Regions from separate parts of the Sus scrofa genome. Here region 1 is linked to region 2. A link is a contact called in public Hi-C data. All regions are on one chromosome and are shown on one strand. The core of a region is the stretch at or near the end of the contact, and the rest is flanking DNA. Distances in the headings are between cores, read along the strand shown.

Region 1 (3,362 bases), core at 325-2,824, 190 kb after region 2:
ATATTGATGAATGTGCTTCAAATCCATGTCTAAACCAAGGAACCTGCTTTGATGACATAAGCGGTTATACTTGCCACTGTGTGCTGCCATACACAGGTGAGTCCTGCAAGTGCCGGGAATAGAGGGGCTGCCTGGTCTTACCCTGTCGTTCCAGACCCCTGAGTCTTGGAGATGGAATCTGAGGGGCAGTGCTGCTACTCTGAGGAATCACTCCCTGGTCACCCTTCCTCCCTCACTGACTGGGTCTTGCACTCTGAGAAAACATTATGGCCTCTCTAGATGCAAGTCATGAGGAAACTCATTTGCTGTCTTTATTTCTTAGCATTTGAAATTTAAATACACACACACACACACACACACACACACACACACACACACACACACACGGCTGGAATTGATGGATAGCTGATGGTTTAGTCATTATTTGAATGGACCCAGTGTGTTCTTAGTTTTGTTAACACAACAAATACCACATATTGGCCATTTACTGTGTGTAGACACTACATATACATACTTTGGAGTATTTAGTACTTAAAATAATTCTACAGATTAGAAGTTCCTATCACCGTTTTATACATGAGGAAGCTGAAGCAAGGAGAGATTACTTGGCTAAAGGTCATAGCGAAGTGGTAGATCTAGGATTTGCCCCCAGTCTTTCTGAATCCAAAACTTGTCCTTTTTTTTTTTTTCTGTCTTTTATGGCCACACCTACGGCATATGGAGATTGCCAGGCTAGGGGTCAAATCAGAGCTGTAGCTGCCGGCCTACACCACAGCCACAGCAATACCAGATCCGAGCCACATCTGTGACCTACACCACAGCTCATGCCAACACCAGATCCTTAACTCACTGAGCAAGGCCAGGGGTTGAACCTGCATCCTCATAGATGCTTGTCAGGTGCATTTCCACAGAACCACAGTGGGAACTCCCCAAAACTTGTCCTCTTAACTGTCATTCTTCTCCTCACATACACTGCCCTACATCTCACCTAGAGGGGTACTGCCCCTTGGGTGGTGATCACACACAGAGAAGACATGGGTGTGACTTCATTGCATATCAGTTGTTCCTTGTTTCAGGTGGTATTACAGGAATGGGCAAGACAACTTGTCCTTGGTTTCTCCTGCTTCATTACAGCCACCTAGTGATTGGTTGTATTTGTGTGGCTCCTCTACCTCCTTATCAACTGTGGGGAGCAAAACAGAAACTGTGGGGACAGTGGCTTTGCATGCTTCTTCAGTGCACCGCATGTAGGCAGGAGTTTGGCTGAGTTCTTTCACTCTTGGGGTCTTGAGCTGTTGACAGTAGCTGTTTCTGGAGACTCTAGGCTGTTCAGAGTAGCCAGAAGCATGACTCTATTACCTGAAAGACTTGATACTCCCTTGTTATCTTTACCAAATCTTTACAAGAAATGTTCATGGAGGGAAACTGCACTTTTACCAGTTTGGTTGATGATATATGATCAAAGTTATGGGGATTCCTAGCTGTCCTCAGACAGTCTGAATAATATCATTCCATAGTGATTGTGCTGATCACATTTGTTGGTACTGAGAAGATTATTTCAGAGCCATTAGACTGAGAACTGATGGCTGCAGAGAGACAGAAACAGGAGTCACTATGCTCAGGCACATAGTAGACTTACCCTAATGTGACTGAGGTGCACAGCTCATCCTGAAAATATTTGTCTTCTTGCTACTCAGATATTATAAGAAATTTGACTATATGCTGGCTGTTGTTTTTTCTGCATATTAGAATCTTAAAAAAAGAATTTACTATGTATGGGATTTGAGAAATTATATTAGATTGAAAGCATATGCAGATTAAAATTTCAGTGCTGAGTGTAGCAAAGGGTTCTAAGTGTCATTGAGTTTGGCCAGCATGCAGGAACTGAGCAACACTGGCTTCCTTCCAAGCCACTCTTCTGACCAGACACATTAAAGACTAGTTAGGAATATTGGTGAAAATTTGTGGCATTTTTTTTTTCTTTGTGAATACAAAACTTTAGGATAACATTTTAAATTGAGTTAGCTATATCTTGACTTTGTTGATGTATAATTGATTTACAACATGATATTAGTTTCAGTACAATATAGTGATTCAATATATTTGAAGATTATACTCCATTTAAAGTTATTACAAAATAATGGTTACATTCCCTGTGCCGTGCATTATATCCTTGTAGCTTATTTATTTTATATATAGCAATTCGTATCCCTTAATCTCTATCCTTGTCTAGCCTCTCCCCCATCCTTTTCCCCACTGGTAACTACTAGTTTTTTCTCTGTGTGTTTGTTTCTGTTTTGTTGTGTTCGTTTGTTTGTCTTGTTTTTCCAGTTCCACATATAGGTGATAATATTAGTCTTTTTCTCTCTGACTTATTTCACAAGCGCAACACTTTCTAAGTCCATCCATGTTGTTACAAATGGCAGAATTTCATTCTTTCTTACAGTTGAGCAATATTCCTCTGTGTGTGTGTGTGTGTGTGTGTGTGTGTGTGTGTGTGTATAACATATCGTCTTTATTCACTCTTATGTTGATAGAAACTCAGGTTGCTTCTATACTTGACTATTGTAAATAATGCTGCTTAGAACATTGGCATGTTTTATCCTTTTGAATTTGTGTTTTCATTTTCTTCAGATATATGCCCAGGAGTGGGGTTGCTGGATCATATGGTAGTTCTATTTTTAGTTTTTTGAGGAGCCTCCATATTGTTTTCCATAACGGCTGTACCAATTTACATTCCCACCAACAGTGTATTAGAGTTCCCTTTTCTCCACATCTTTGCCAACATTTTTTATTTGTGTTCTTTTGGATGATAGCCATTCTGACAAGTGTAACTTGTAACTTGACTTTTAAAAACAACTTTATCTCCCTGTTAATAAAAGCATTCTTTTAATTTTTTTTTTGGTTGGAAACCTTTTATTTAGGATACTAAGGTAGGAAATGTGGGTGGGCAACTATCAATATCATGTTGTTGATGTTGCTATAAGGAGAGATGTCGCTTCACTCTTTTCCATCTGATGGCCTTCTGATCAGCCCCATGGCCTTCTGGAACAGGGCAACAGAGGTTTTGAGGAGTAGGAGGCTATGTTGCTGCTTCTTCCCTGCTCATGTGAAGGAGGATCTCTATGACTAACTGAGTAGATGAATCTTAGCTATGAAGATGCGGCAGCTGTCACTCCTGATTGATGCAGGTTTCCAAATCCATGTAACCACTCATGATGATAACATGAAAATGACAACAGCCCAACAGTTGTTGAGTACTTACTTTATGTGTTGGCTCTATTCTAATAAGGACTTTGTAAGCATTTTTCATTTAATCCACAAAAAGCCTCTATTATAAGTTACATACCATCCTACTTCCC
Region 2 (3,872 bases), core at 332-2,831:
ATAATTATTTTCTTAAATAATCAAGTCCTCCCTCTGCATGGATATGTGAGCAGAGGGATTCACTGGGGGTGAGGATCTCCCAGTTGTCCCCTGGGTCTGGCTTCGCTTTTGACACTTACCAGATGTGTGACGTTAAGCAAATCCTAACCTCTTTGGGCCTGTTTCCTTAACAGAAAAAAACGAAGAGGTTGAATTTAGTAACTTTTAGTGCCATTAATGCATAAAATTTCGTAATTTAAATAGGCAGGCCATTCCACCTGGCTTTGCCCCACTTCAACCCAACCTTACTCAAAGGTGAAGGCCAGATGTTTCTAATCTTAGGCATAAAAGACTCTATTCTTTGGTTTTCAGAGGCCAAAAGAAACTGGAATGTTGAGGAAAAGTACTAAGCAGATGAGCTTTCCTTCTTTCTCACTCTTAAACAGCCACATTCCTATTATTCAAACTTGAGAAAACATGAAAAGTAAAGCAAAAACAAATATTCACCTTTGGGTTTGAATCAACTATGTGAAGTTTTACTCCATGAAGGAAAGTGTGCATATATATATATGTATATATATATATTTTTTTTTTTTTTAAGGCAACAACCAAAAAGTAAATGTCAGCAGTTTTCAGCTGTAACTATAACCTTGTACCCGCATGGCTGCGAGCCGAAGCCAGGAGGGACTGCTGGAAGGGGATGGCTGGAGCCTTTCCCTGCTTCGGAAAGCTTGTGGCTTTGTTTTCTTCACATTGCTACACTGAGGTGGTGGAGAGGAGGATGTTTGGGTTTGCAGGCTGCCGGCCAGTCAGCAAGTTTGCAGCCCTGGCTTCACTTCCCTGAACAGGGGTGAGGTTGGGGGGTGAGGGGGTGTTAGCTGCCCTGGCCTCCCTCTAACAATGGAGCCACAGAGGATTCATATACTCTATCAGTTTCAAGGCTCTGATTTTACTCAGCTGAAAACTGACCATCTCATCTGGGAAGGGTCAGTTAAAAAATGACCAAACTGCCCAAAGTAAACATCAGGAACAACCACAACAGAAACTCTCTCTGCAATGTTTCCTTATAATTACCAGCCAGGCCCACCAGAGCTCTGGCTAGAGTCTCCACCCACCCTCCTCGTTGTCCCCGCCGGCCCTGTTTGAGTAAGCCCTGGCTGACCCAGGCAGTGCCTCCTGTCTTCAGGCCTCCCTCCAGTGTTCTCCCAGGAGAGCAGGGAGGGTCCAGACTGCAGAGTGTTTTCAGATTGGAGTTTGGGGTTAGTCAAAAAAGAAGACTCTGTAGAGCTCATTTATTAGGACCCCTAATCCACAAGGAAACTTGTGGTGGAGGGGGCAAAACTGGTCTCTTTGTTCCTTACATAGTGCTCTTTCCAGATTATCATACACTGGTAAGGGACCAAAAATGGGGAAGTTAACTTTAAAGTTCTCTTTCTCCACCTTTTCTTTCTAACCAAATTCTACTTTGTTGACCTTCAGGGCTGTGTAGAAAAACATATTTTAAATTTAGACTTGAGGACAAGAACTAAATCTAACCCCATGTGTTCCTTCTATGTACTTCAGATCTCACGTTACCCATCTGCCCCTCCAGGCAGCGCTGTGAGGTCAGCAGCCAAGCAGAGTGGGAAAGAGGGTGCGGTGTTGGCTTACTCAAGCTCTGCACATTCTAGCCTTGTGAACTTGTACAAACAAGTTATCTCCTCTCTCCATAACTTAGTTTCCACACCTGTGAAATGGGAAAAAATCATAGCATCTGCTTTGTCACATTGTCACAAAGATTTCATGGGACGACCTTTTAAAGCATGATGAAAAGCCCAACAAATTTTAGAAATTTTTAATACCCTTGGTGTTCCCGCTGTGGTGCACTGTCTTAAGAATCTGACTGCAGCAGCTTGGGTCGCTTCAGAGGCCAGGGTTCAATCTACAGCCCTGTGCAGTGGGTTAAAGGATCCAGCATTGCCGCAGCTGTGACTTGAGTCCCTGGCCTGGGAACTTCCATGTGCCATGGGTACAGCCATTAAAAAAAGACAAGAAATTGTTAACACCCTAGGAGGCATTTTTACAGATGATGAAATTAAGGCTCAGAGAGGTTAAAGGGCTGCAGTCTTACAACTGGTTGGTAAGAGAGCCAGGATTCAGCCCAGCCTCCCGACACCACATCCAGGGCACTTGCCACTCCACTGCTGAGTGTAGACGGTCAAAGGTGATTCTGGGCCATGGGTCAGGAATATCTCTTCCTGGCATCATAGGATGACATATCATCTATTAAGCTCAAGGTACTAGGAAATGGATACTTTGGGTGGGTGGGTGGGTGTGTGTGTTTAAATTGAGCGGTCTTTATACAGACACCAGGTAGGAAATGAAGCCTGGCACTAATCCCTGACCCAAACCCAGGAAAGCTAGGCTAAGTTAGAAGTCCTCAAATATTCTCAATTCTTCTTTCCTTCGGCAATGCTTCCCTGATGCTCTAAGAATACTTAGTTTATGCTGATAGCAGAACCTTCTTCCCACTCTCTCATGTATTTTTGAGTATCCATTTGATTTCCTACTGGAACTCCAAAGTGGGGTGCCTAAGATGATACCCTGAGACATGGGAAGGAAATACATGAACACTTGCTTCTATTTACTCTTTAATAAGAAAATTAAGCTTAACCAGTATTTACAAAGTAGTGCAGTGGAACACATATAATTTATAATAAATATGAAGTTATTGGGAATGCATGCTCAAATTTTTTGATGCAGTGGCATGAAGAAAAGAATTTGGATGTAACTATTCTAAAAAGTAAGCTCCTCAGGGGCAAGAGATATGTCTAGTTCTGATATTTATCCTACTCCCATCCTCAGTATCTAGCACAAAACCAGTCCCCAAAGAAGTGAATTCGGCATCTATGTGAACTTGGTTGTCTTTCGTCCCTCTGCCTCCTACTTTTGTAATCCATCTGATATAATCCCATGTCTTGTTCAATGTTCTGCCAAGGCCTGAGCAAATAATAAAGCTGTGTTTGAGAAGTAAAGAGTGCAAGTGCCATGAGAAGATTGAAAAGTACAAGACTGAAATAGAAATTAAAGCAAAAATAAATAAATTGGACCTAATCAAATTTATAAGCTATTGTATAGCAAAGGAAACCATAAACAAAACAAAAAGACAACCTATAGACTGAGAGAAAATATTTGTGACTGACAAGGGATTAATTTCCTAAATATATAAACAGCTCATACAACTCAAAAACAACAACAACAAAAAAACAACCTGGTCAAAAAGTGGGCAGAAGACCTAAAGGGACATTTTCTAAAGAAACATGCAGATGAAAACATGCTCAACATCACTAATTATTACAGAAATGCAAATCAAAGCTACAATGACTTACCACCCCACACCAGTCAGAATGGCCATCATTAACAAGTCTACAAATAATGAATGCTGGAGAGGGTGAGGAGAAAAGGGAACCTTCCTACACTGTTGGTGGGAATGTAAATTGGTAAAACCATTATGGAAAACAGTATGGAGTTTCCTTAAAAAACTCAAAATAAAACTACTGTATGATCCAGCAATCCCACTCCTAGGTATGTATCTGAACAAAACTATAATTCAAAAGATACATGTACCCCTACCTTCATTGCAACACTATTCACAATAGCTAAGACATGGAAACAATCTAAATGTCCGTAGTTAGATGAAGGGATAAAGAATGAAATAATGCCATTTGCAGCACCATGGATGGACCTAGAGGTTATCATACTTAGTGAAGTAAGTCAGACAGAGAAAGACAAATATCATATGATATTACTTATATGTGGAATCTAAAGAATGATATAAATAAACTTATTTACAAGACAGAAACAGGCTCACCAACACAGAAAACAAACTTACAGTTATCAAAGGGGAAAAGATG

What was found. Hi-C and Micro-C count contacts between places; a contact is called where the count stands out from the background.
Region 1: a Hi-C map of omental adipose tissue shows a contact between it and region 2, with 3 times the contacts expected there. The contact joins two enhancer-like sites. A contact is called at or near these places in 1 of 5 promoter capture datasets (liver), 27 of 47 Hi-C or Micro-C datasets (alveolar macrophages, blood, brain and 15 more) and 2 of 2 datasets of contacts at active chromatin or transcription factors (alveolar macrophages and skeletal muscle).

Annotation. Positions count from the first base shown.
Region 1 is chr4:101,109,182-101,112,543 of Sscrofa11.1, forward strand. NOTCH2 (neurogenic locus notch homolog protein 2) reads left to right here. Exons shown (of 34, transcript XM_021090691.1): 15 at 1-96. Among named protein-coding and RNA genes, the nearest start is that of NOTCH2, 160 kb to the left of the region's middle. Within about 2 kb of position 1,575, at least 3 of the 83 cell types and tissues checked have an H3K27ac peak or open chromatin away from gene starts, as enhancers often do. A contact at or near this core is called in omental adipose tissue, where this site is marked.
Region 2 is chr4:100,918,015-100,921,886 of Sscrofa11.1, forward strand. The region is part of intron 2 of LOC110260433 (a long non-coding RNA gene); the gene reads right to left. Among named protein-coding and RNA genes, the nearest start is that of NOTCH2, 32 kb to the right of the region's middle. Within about 2 kb of position 1,582, at least 28 of the 83 cell types and tissues checked have an H3K27ac peak or open chromatin away from gene starts, as enhancers often do. A contact at or near this core is called in omental adipose tissue, where this site is marked.